Linked DNA regions of Mus musculus: regions 2, 3 and 4 are each linked to region 1. The links are chromatin contacts, called in public HiChIP or PLAC-seq and promoter capture Hi-C maps. All regions are on one chromosome and are shown on one strand. The core of a region is the stretch at or near the end of the contact, and the rest is flanking DNA. Distances in the headings are between cores, read along the strand shown.

Region 1 (2,700 bases), core at 18-2,517:
ATAAGACCTCATCAAATATTAGTCTTTTTTTTTAAAATCACAGTTACCCCATCATATATCCCCATCATATATCCAAACAGTGCTGTATGACTGTGTTCAGTATATGCTTACTGAAAAAGTTGTCTGTCTGTCTATCTATCTATCTATCTATCTATCTATCTATCTATCTATCTATATTTCTTGCCATTAGCCCAGGATACCTGGAGCTCACTATTTAACCCAGGTTGACCTCCACTGCTCCACAGTTCTACCTCAGCCTCCAGAGTGCTTGACTTACAGATTCCAGACACTATGATCAGCTATTAAGTAACAAACAAAACAAAACAACAACAAAAAAAGTTTTTTAAAAAATCTTTTTTTCAGAGATCCACGTTATTATAGCTACTCTTCACGGGTAGAAAGTCTTATTGTCAATGAAGAAATGGGAAATTTCGCTCAAGAAGCTGTTCCGAATCACATTTTGCCTGAGGAAACCCCTGTGAGGTACATGCAGAACAATCATTTTGACTCAGATACTCTAAAACTAGACTCGTTGCTTTTGAACTGGGCTTATGACAGGCACCTGATGCTTGCTGAGTTGAGAAAAGCATATAAGATGCTCTTAACAGATGCTGGCTCCTAATAGTACACACACACACACACACACACACACACACACACACACACAATAGCAAGTACTTCACAAATAGGGAACTATTATTCATGCTTCAGGTTTTGATAAAACTGTCCTTAAATGAGCTATTTTTCTCCCCATGAAAAATGTATAGAAAAGCTCATTGTCTTTAAGATAGTTTCAACCAGGGGCCTAGCACATCTGCTCACAAGCAGCTCACTGCCCCATGTGATGTATTCCTTCCTTTAGATTGGAGCAAATTACTCTTCGCCGGTCAAACTTATGAGTCAACTGCCCTTGGGCTTCTCTGCACTCTGCCAGCCACAGCCGGTGCACCCAAACCCTTTCCATGCGAATCCACTAAACAAGGTTTCCCTGGACCCAATATCATTCCCTAAGAGAGTACCCTGCCTAAAAGGTAACAGAGAAGGCTGAACCACTCTTGGGCCCACCCCTCCTCGCGGCAGCAGCCAATCGCTTTGCTCTGTAGTGCATCCGAAGCCTTGGATTGGACTCGCTGAGACCGGGCGCGGGAGTAGAGCGCAGGGGTGGAGCGCGAAGCCTTGTCCATCACGTGCGGCCGCGGGGTCTCTCCGCCTTCACCGCGCGCCCCGCGGCGCCGAGGGGGCGGAGCCCGAGATCCGCCGCGCCTGCGTGGTGTGCGTTCCCCGGAGCAGCAGCTGCTGCCACCGCCGCTGCTGCCGCCGCCGCCGCCGCCGCCGCCGCTGCGACCTCCGCGTTCGGTAGTAGAATTTGGAATCCCTGCACCGGGCTAACAATGAAGCAGAGTTCCAACGTGCCGGCTTTCCTCAGCAAGCTGTGGACGCTTGTGGAGGAAACCCACACCAACGAGTTCATCACCTGGAGTCAGGTAGGGTCGGGGACGCGGTGGCCTCGGGTCCCCCTTGTCGAACCGGCTCGGCTCGGCTCGGCTCGTTTCGGCTCGGCTCGGCTGGGCTGGGTTGGGCTGGGCTGGGCTGGGCTCGGCTTCTCCCGCGGCCTGCGGCGGCGCGCGGCCTCCCCACCTCGCGCGGACCCCCGGCTTTGTGTGCGCGGCGAGCCGGGCCCCGCAGGCTCCGTTCTCCTCCGGCCGCGCGCCGTGGGGGAGGGGCGCCCTGGTAACGGTCCCGCCGGCCCGGGGAGCTCGGAACCGGCCCCGGCGGCGCGTTCTGCACACTCATCCTCAGTCGTCTGCTCGCCGCGGGGCGCGGAGGTCGCGGAGCCCCGGGAGAGCGGGCGAGCGGGCTAGTGAGCGAGCACAGGTCTTATCTAAAGAAATCACCTCCGCGGGGATTGCTTGCCCTGGCGTCTGGGATCTTTTATGATGATAATGGGAAAATGTGCAGACTCCGACTGCTCTTGCCTTGAGCTTTTAAATTTTATTTATGTATTTTATTTATGTAGTTTTAACATAGAAATTTCCCAGTTATTGTTTTGAGACTGGGTCGTTTCTTTAAAATAATTCAAGTAAAAGTGCCTGTAGACTATGCTTAGTAACTTAGCGGCTTGGAGTTAAAAACCGAGTCGTTAAATTTCACAGAATAGTTGCCGGCATAGTGGTTTGTGGTTGCCTTGATCAGTTTGATCCAGATCCTCCTTATAAATAAAGATGACCTTAATCAAGCCCGGTATCTTGCCTGGTCTAAGTTATGTGTTAGATTGATGCGTTGCCTAGGTGACCCAAGACCCCCTCCCCCCAGTTCCACACAAAGATTCTTTGCAGAGTGATTCTTTACATCACTTGTGCCTTTCCTTTGCTAGACTCGCAATGCTTGGATTGTTCAAATCTCTTCATGAAGGGGATCGGCTCCTCTTACTGGAGTTGATGACTTATTCAGGGTATTTTCATGTTCACAGTTTTTGAGATGAGTAAGTGGGAAATACCTAGCTATATGTCAAATAAATGTTATCTCCTCCGTTTCATTTGTGCCCTTTTCTGTTGTTAAAACTAGTTTTCACCCTTGCCTGCTTTTAGGAGGTAACAGCAATAGAATATACCTGATATTTGGACAACTATGTCACTGAATTTTTGCTGAGTATTAGTGCCAAGTTTTAAAAATTTCTTTCTAGGATTTAATTTTCGTGTG
Region 2 (2,700 bases), core at 183-2,682, 1.0 Mb after region 1:
AAAACCAAAATAAAACAATTACACAGTTTAGGTGGTAGGTTTTTTTTTGTTTGTTTGTTTTAAATATTTATTATATGTAAATACACTGTAGCTGTCTTCAGACACTCCAGAAGAGGGCATCAGATTTCGTTACAGATGGTTGTGAGCCACCATGTGGTTGCTGGGATTTGAAGTCAGGACCTTAGGAAGAGCAGTCTTAACCTTGCTGAGCCATCTCACCAGCCCCTAGGTGGTAGTTTTTAGCAAAAAGTATTTTAAAAAAAGATTACTTTACATATAGGAGTACACTGTAGCTGTCTTCATATAAACCAGAAAGAGGGCATCAGATCCCATTACAGATGGTTGTGAGCCACTATGTGGTTACTGGGAATTGAACTGGGGACCTCTGGAAGAGCAGTCAGTGCTCTTAACCACTGAGCCATCTCTCCAGCTGGCAAAAAAGTATTCTTTAGGCAATGTTTTTATAGTGAGTTTTTTGTCTATTGCTAAAGTATCAACTTCTGTAAGTTAAAAAGTTATCCAGAGAATTTAGGGGCTGCTACAACACATGTCTACTATTTCTCAGTGTTAGTGTATCTCAAAGAAAAACTGAACAGGTAGGAGCTTGTGTGATAAGTTGAACACACCAAGTACTATGTGCTGTTGCATAGCTGGGAAAGAGGTTTCTGTGTTTTAAACGAACATTTTTTCATTTTATGAGGCAGATCACCCGGTAGTTGAGGCAGTTAATTGCCCCAACTGCTTATGACCCTGTAGCCCAGGCTGGCCTCCAGCCTCCACCTTCCCTGCCTATATTCGATTATTTTTGTACCACCTATGGAAACTGGCAAAGGAGTATAATCAGCAGTTAATGCGCTTAGCGCTCAGACATGTCCTGATTTTTCTGTGATTGTAAATCACTTTTGATGAAGAGACCCTGTTTAGTCTAATTTTATGTAGTGCACAGTAAAATTTACCCTGTAGTCCCTGTGGTCTCCAGCCTTGGGGAGCATTCTGGCTCTCTGCTGTGGAGAAGTTATTCGCCTTCCTGCTGGCCGAGCCAGCGCTCTCAAGGGAATCTTTCTTCTCTTCTCCCCCTCCCCCTCTCCCTCTCCCTCCTTTTTTTTTCCTTTTGGTTTTTCGAGACAGGGTTTTTCTGTGTAGCCCTGGCTGTCCTGGAACTCACTCTGTAGACCAGGCTGGCCTCGAACTCAGAAATCCGCCTGCCTCTGCCTCCCAAGTGCTGGGATTAAAGGCGTGGGCTACCACTGCCCGGCAGAACTCACCTTTTTCATGCTTCACATTTATGGCGGGTAAAAGACTTGGAACTGAGAAACTCTAAGGGGCAACCGAGAACTGGGTTGTAGTGTATCCTCCTACCGGCTTCCGGCGTCCTCGGGGGGCGGAGCCAGGCGTCGTGACGTACTGCCCGCCCTGACGTGACTGTGAACCCGGTTTCCCGGGCGACCGCAGTCAGAGACTCACCATGGAGCGCAGGGTGGTCAAGCCACCGGGACAGGATATGGTAGTGGAGCGTCTCAAAAGCCGCTACGGCCTGGCGGGAAGGTGCCCCGTGGAGGTGAGATGGGTGGAAGCCGCGGTGGGCTCTGCTGGGCGGCCGCGGGAGGTCGCTAGCCCTGCCTTCCTCGGGGAGGCTCACTAGAGAGTTCCCGCCCTCGGGGAAACCGCCTCGACGGACGGGGCGTGGCTTTGGTCCTGGTAACCAATGCTGGCGGTGACCAAAGTGCAGCAGGCACGGAAGACACTGTAGTTCCTTCTGGAAAGCATCTTACTCCGAAGTAATTGCAAACTTACAGAAAAGTTGTGGCGATGTGCATTCTTGTAGTCCTCCCTTGAGAGCGCCATTCACCAGGAGAGTCTTGCCATTTTTGAGGCGGGGCCCCCACTGAGGTCTTTGCTAATATCTTGTGAGAGGTCGGCCAGATCACATCTTCGATGAATCCTGGAAGAACAGAAGCGGGAGACCAATTACATACCTCAGTTTGCACGACCAGATTCGGTTTTTTTTTTTAAATCCTCACCCTCTGATAACAGAGTTAGGTGTTTACAGTTCAGCTGAGAAGCCTGCTTGACAGCCCAGCATGGTCAAGGTTATATAAAGCATAACAATGTTGTCTTCAAAAAAATCATCTGAGGTATGGGAACATCATTTACCCTGACTTCTCCAGAAGGTGAGCAAGGTCGCAGGCATTCCTCTGTTCCTTCCCACATTTGCTGGCTTTCCAAAACCCCTTCTTGAGAAATAGCAATATTTCCCAATGTTCCGGTGACCATGACACAAATTCATTCTATCCTCACATAACCTTAATTGAGACTCCAACACATACTCCTCTAGCTTGCTTTTCCTGTGAAGCACATTCTCTTTTAAAGCCTTATTGATATTTTCCAAGAAATTTAGTATTGTGATAATAAACAGGATAGTGTATAGTTTGTACACAGATTACCACAATGATAAAGCATACCCTGGTGCAGATACTACCTGGGGTCCGAACATTACATTTGATTGTGTGTGGTTGCCTTTAATCTACAACAGATGTCCACACCTAGTTTCTTGTAACATTAGTGCTTGCACAAGGTGGAAGACGTGTGTATTAGAATGTCTCTCAGTTTGAGTTTGTCTAACGGATAGCTTCTGATTTGATTCTGGTTTTGTATTCTTGGCAGGAAAACGACATGACTGGTGTGTGGGCTGCTCTGATG
Region 3 (2,700 bases), core at 64-2,563, 1.8 Mb after region 1:
TGCTCCTGACTAGACCCACAGAGCCACACTTTTAGAAACCATTGCTTTCAGACGCCTGAAGCTCTTTGTCTCTCTGTCCCAGATAAGTGCCAATCAGTTCCATACTTTAGCAAGCAAGGAAAACTTTACAGTTTTAAACGAGTAACAAATGTTAGAAAAGTCTTTCTTTCCCTGACAGGAAGTAAATTATCTCTGGCATTGTCCTTATTGCCAGTAACTAAGGTTCTCTTCTTTTAGATCAAGACTAAACTCAAACACAGTTCGTGCCTTATATAGTGTGCTCAGTAGTATTTTTTTAAAGATTTAATTTTATTCATTTTAACTATACGTATGTGTCTTGTGTGGTTAAATACCGGTGTTCTTGGAAGCCCAGAGTTGTTGATCTGCCCGACCTGGGGTTTCAGGATGTTGTGAGCCACCACCCAGCACGGTGCTGGGAACTGAAATCTTAGCTGTGTGTGCCACATCTCCAGACTTACTGTTGTTGATGCTTGTTTCTGTGCTGGTTTGTTTGAGGCTAGGTAATAAAGTCTAAGGCCTTTTTTTTCCATGTTAGGTAAATGCTCAAAACCCAACATCCTGGTACACCCCCTCCCCAGCCCCATTATATGTTTCCATGCTCTTCCTGAATCCTAGGCATGTGCTAAGTAAGTGCTTTTTCATTCATTGTCTCATTGTTTCTCACAGCAAGCCTAGGGCCTAGGGAACAGATAATATTGTATTCCTTCTTTGCAGATGTAGCACCCAAGATACAGGGAAGTTAAAATCTAACTTTATACAGAGTGGGTTAGGATTTAACCTCAGATGACACTCAATTGTCATCTATTATTCACCCATAAAGTATGCGGGTGGGAGATTAAGCGAAATCCTCGTGTTCAAAAGTGTAAAAAAGACGCTTATTAAAGCAAAAACCCCTGTGGGCCAAGCCAGCCCCGACAGTCACCCCGGATACACCGTCTTGTTTCCCACTCCACACCTCCACTTTATTTCCTAAATTCTTATAAACTTCTCCTAATTTTGCACAACTGTCCTTCCTGATGGCTTCGATGGCTCTGAGACCCGCCGCTGACCCTGAAATGAAGGCGCTAAATCCTACAGGAACCCGGGCGGGGGTGGTGGTGGAAGCCCCATGGTAACCACGGGAACGGTGGCGTGGCAGGAGCTCTGCGCAGGCGCACTGCGTCCTCGCGTGGGCCAGCCTAGGCTTGGAACACCCCGGGCCTGGGCGACTCCCGGGTGGGTGGGAGGCTCGCCGCAAGCGCCTGCGCAGTGGCGCGGGAGCTGGTGTGACAGAGCGCACGTAGCGAGGGCTGCGGCCGCCCCCTCTCCGGCGCGCCGGCGCGGCAGGGGAATATAAAAGGGACGCCTGGCTCCCTCTACTGCCCAGTCGCACTGCCAGCAGGCTGAGGGCGGCAGGGAGCTAGCTAGCGGGGACTGCAGGCGACAGGACTGACCCGAGCCGAGCTGTCGCCTTCCTCCCGGCCCGCTATCCAGGTGAGGCGCTCCTCCGATCTTGGAGACGGATGCGGGGTCCCCGCGGGCAGCCGGGGTCCCTTCGCTCTGGAGTGGGGCTCAGCCCTTCTCACAGCCGCCCCCGGGTCTCCCCGAGAGGACCCGGCCCCGCACCCCCGAAGTCAGGCCGCCCCGGCGCTCTCCCAGCTTCCCTCGCCGTCCCCCCACCCCCGTCCTGCCTCTGGCCGGAGCGGCAGCAGCGGCTTGCGCCCCGCCCCAGCACTAGGACCTTCTTGAATGTTCCATCCCGGGCAGCCAGCCTCCCTGATGACTTGTGCAGCGGTACCTCGTCCGCCCCACTAAGCCGGGGGAAGGCGAGGGCGGACGGGCGGGGGTCTGGGCCGCCCGAGCCGCAGATGGTTAGCATGTGGCAGTGGAGAAAGCAGGCAGCGCTTGCAGCCGGGGGCTGAGTCTCTCCGTTTCGATCGCTCTTCTTCTCTTTTTCCTTTTCACTTTTGGAAAGTAAAGCTGGGAAGTGGGACCTACTCAGAAGTTAGGACTGAACTTGTCTGTTGCGCTTCTCGGCGTTGTCTCAGCAAGTAGACATAGCCCGGGGCGCCGAGTTTAGCTGAGAAGTTGCTGTCATTCACAGTTGGGGAAGCTGGCTTCTTCCTTCCTCTTCATCCCAGTGAATCACTTAAGGACACACGCGTCTGTCTCTGTATTTCTCTCTCCCTCTGCTCCTTCTTTCCTCCTGGTTTCCAATCTTGCCCACCTCCTCTGGTTCAGCTCACCCTGATGATCCCCTTTCCCTTTTCGTCTTTCACGCTCCCCTCCTCTTGCAGGGTCAACAAGTCAGTCCATTTTGGCCAAACCTTCTATGGTTGTGTGAGACTTTTAAACTGAATTTTGTGATTGACCCCAGATGGATGTTCAGTGTGGGGAAGGATGGTACGGTTAAATACGAGGTTGTTTCTCCTAGAGAGTGGGAATTTGGTACAAAGGCAGGCTTTCGGACTTAACATCTTCAGCTGACCATCCAAAATGAGGACTCTTGGGGTATTGCACCGTGGTTTATAGGGAAGAGCCTCCACAGAAAGGGATAGACAAGCTCCTGGGTTCTCTTTTAGGAAATGATTTTTTTTTTTTTTTTAATTAAAAGGAACCTGCCAGGTTCGACTTAACTCGAGAGCCATGGCTCTTGGACTTTTTCCTTGGAATGCACTCTGGAGGGATGGAATAGCCACT
Region 4 (2,719 bases), core at 209-2,708, 1.3 Mb before region 1:
TTTCTCCATGTATGGTTTCTTCTGTTGCCTGGAACTAACGGTTTTCCTTGCCTTTCAATCTGTCTAAGCAATATAAGCAAATGGATGGCTCTTACTGTCCTGCCCACAGAGGGCAGTCTGTAAACATTCATTTGTGCTTTCTCCCTTTGCACTTAATGCCAACACTAACAGCATAAGCTGTCCAGAAAAACACTGCCAATTCTGTGTGGGGGGTGTGTGCTTAACAAAGTCCCGGGACAACCTGGAGATCAGAGGACAATTGCAGCAGTCACATCTCTAGTTCTACCATGTGAGTCCCAGCAATTAAATCCAGGTCATCAAGTTTAGTACGAAGTACATTTCCCTGCTAAGGTATTCCCTAGCCCCCTAATTCCTTTTTACAGCTAGCAAGCTGCTCATGGCTCCAATGTGAAAAACAAAATTTAATGAGCCGGACTCTTTCTAATTGCATTTGCAAACATTCCAACCTTTCTACTAAGGAAACAATCAGGGTACCACACAATGATAATCAGAGGTCACTTTTGGTAGTTTATATCTTGTTTGTCCCACTTCAATGTGACAGAACCTTTCTTTAAAAGCAAAAATACATACACACCCTAGAGGCAGTACCTGGCAAACCCCTGATTTATCCAAATTAATAATATCCATACAAAAACAGAGAACCTATATAAGGATATAAGGCGAGGCATACTAGCACTTTTCTTTTTAGTTTTTCTAATCAGTAACTTTTTTTAATTTTATAAGCTTTGCTACTGAAAACAAAAACAAAAACCTTGCAAATAAATAAATTTGTCACATACCCAAATTACCCAGACTCAAAGTCGATGCTACTTAATGATCTTACATACAGTTAAGGTTGACAGGTTGACGGGGGATCATAGTTCAAGGCTGGATTATATTATTAGTGAGGCAATATTTTAAAAAGGAAATGATTTTGTAGAGGGTTAAGTAATAGATGAAAAGATCTTAGAATTCATGATAGGAGAAAAATGTTCCTTAAAAAAAGAAAAAGATTGTTAAATACTTAACAGCTCCAGTTCCAACAAACTAAAGGCATAATGTCTCTCTTTCCTCCATAAATTCAAAAAATTCATAAGTAAAACTAGTTTTTAAATGCATAAAAACCCTCCAGGAGAAAGCAAATGGGAAAGATAATGGGAAATTTTGGACTTGGAATGCAGAAGAGCTGAGTAAACCTAGAAAGTGCCAGTGGCCAGCCACAGTGCAACAGCTAGATTCATCAGACCTAGAAGTCTGATGAACTAAGTATCTCTGTGAGTGGGAACAACCAAACAACACTGAAAGCATGCGTGCCTAGAAGGAAGTTTATGGAAAACTATAGCCTCCAGGTTCCATTTAAAATTGCAAGCTGCCAGCCCTGGGACTTCTTGGAAGGCACAGAAATCAGGAAACAAGAGGGAAGAGCAAATCAAAATGCACACACTGAGGCCTGAGATCCAGCACCGCGTCAACACTAACTCCACTGAGATGTGTGGGTGTTCAGGCACAGGACTGCAGGAGGCTTCTGTAAGTGTGGGTGTTCAGGCACAGGACTGCAGGAGGCTTCTGTAAGTGTGGGTGTTCAGGCACAGGACTGCAGGAGGCTTCTGGAAGGTTTTTTCCAGTAAAATTCCATGCATTTTCAACAACAACAACAAAAAAAGTAATGACCACAAGCGACAACTGCCTTTGTAATCCTTACCAACAATTGTTTTAGACACCTAAGGGGTAATAAACCAAAACAACAGATTAAAAACAAATGAGGGGAAATGAGAAAGTATGAGGTGAAATGTCATTATCCACAGAGGTGAAAAAATTTACTCTGCTCTAAGAGCAATAAGATGTTCTGCTTTTAACACACCCACTCACCCACTCACTCATATAGGCACACACACACACTCACATATGCACACACATACACTCATATATGCACACACTCACATATCCACATACACACACATATGCACACATGCTAATACATACTCACATATATATAAACACTAACAAACACATATATGTTGTCATATACACTCATATATACATACACTCGCATATGCACACACATACACTCATATATGCACACACTCACATATCCACATACACACACATATGCACACATGCTAATACATACTCACATATGCATAAACACTAACAAACACATATATGTTGTCATATACACTCATATATATATACACTCACATGTACACACACATATGCATGCATACTTACATATGCACACAAAAAACTCACATGTATGCATACGTGCACACACAAACATGATCAGCCCAGGAAGATTGTTCGGTAGGCAAAAGCACTTGCCATGTGAGTGCTATGCCCTTAGTTTGATCCTCATAATTCTATCAATATATAAGAACAAAACGAACTTTATAACGTTCTCATTTGAAACCCACAAATGTACCATGGAACATGCATGTCTGTGAGTACAACCATGTGTGTGCATGCATACACACACACACAATGCACACACACACACATGTACAAGCATATATGTAAACTAAATCAATAATATCAAAATATGATTTTCTGGAAAAAGCCACAAAATTGTTCAGTTTTAAGTTAGTAAAAATAAGAAGAAGAAGAGAAGAAAGAGAAGAAGAAGAAAAAGAAGAAGAGGAAGAGGAGGAAGATTAATAATAAGTAAAAAACACTAGCACCAGAATGAGAGGTTACATTTCTCACTACTGATTCCAGGCACTAT

The links. Promoter capture Hi-C pulls out the DNA fragments that hold promoters and counts their contacts. HiChIP or PLAC-seq counts read pairs in DNA pulled down with a chosen protein or histone mark.
Region 2: an H3K4me3 HiChIP or PLAC-seq map of the 230-238 cell line shows a contact between it and region 1, with 7 times the contacts expected there. The contact joins the promoter of Ccdc138 here to the promoter of Hsf2 in region 1. A contact is called at or near these places in 9 of 39 promoter capture datasets (the C10 cell line, cranial neural crest, embryonic stem cells and 6 more), 6 of 115 datasets of contacts at active chromatin or transcription factors (the 230-238 cell line, cardiomyocytes, differentiating embryonic stem cells and 2 more) and 1 of 9 other capture datasets (embryonic stem cells).
Region 3: a contact with region 1 is called in a promoter capture Hi-C map of pre-B cells, with 4 times the contacts expected there. The contact joins the promoter of P4ha1 here to the promoter of Hsf2 in region 1. A contact is called at or near these places in 2 of 39 promoter capture datasets (liver and pre-B cells), 1 of 484 Hi-C or Micro-C datasets (B cells) and 2 of 115 datasets of contacts at active chromatin or transcription factors (extraembryonic endoderm stem cells and large pre-B cells).
Region 4: a contact with region 1 is called in a promoter capture Hi-C map of hippocampal neurons, with 4 times the contacts expected there. The contact joins the enhancer-like site here to the promoter of Hsf2 in region 1. A contact is called at or near these places in 5 of 39 promoter capture datasets (cranial neural crest, hippocampal neurons, liver and 1 more) and 2 of 115 datasets of contacts at active chromatin or transcription factors (astrocytes and large pre-B cells).

The regions. Positions count from the first base shown.
Region 1 is chr10:57,485,118-57,487,817 of GRCm38.p6, forward strand. Hsf2 (heat shock factor 2) reads left to right here and starts at 1,268. Exons shown (of 12, transcript NM_008297.3): 1 at 1,268-1,484. The coding sequence starts at 1,392. It overlaps 4930467K11Rik (RIKEN cDNA 4930467K11 gene), which reads right to left and starts at 1,236. Exons shown (of 4, transcript NR_045353.1): 1 at 1,066-1,236.
Region 2 is chr10:58,496,505-58,499,204 of GRCm38.p6, forward strand. Ccdc138 (coiled-coil domain containing 138) reads left to right here and starts at 1,433. Exons shown (of 16, transcript NM_001162956.1): 1 at 1,433-1,558; 2 at 2,665-2,700. The coding sequence starts at 1,466.
Region 3 is chr10:59,321,983-59,324,682 of GRCm38.p6, forward strand. It overlaps P4ha1 (procollagen-proline, 2-oxoglutarate 4-dioxygenase (proline 4-hydroxylase), alpha 1 polypeptide), which reads left to right and starts at 1,314. Exons shown (of 15, transcript NM_001316371.1): 1 at 1,314-1,494.
Region 4 is chr10:56,164,468-56,167,186 of GRCm38.p6, forward strand. All of the region lies in intron 15 of Tbc1d32 (TBC1 domain family, member 32), which reads right to left. Among named protein-coding and RNA genes, the nearest start is that of Msl3l2, 59 kb to the left of the region's middle. Within about 2 kb of position 1,459, at least 7 of the 459 cell types and tissues checked have an H3K27ac peak or open chromatin away from gene starts, as enhancers often do. A contact at or near this core is called in hippocampal neurons, where this site is marked.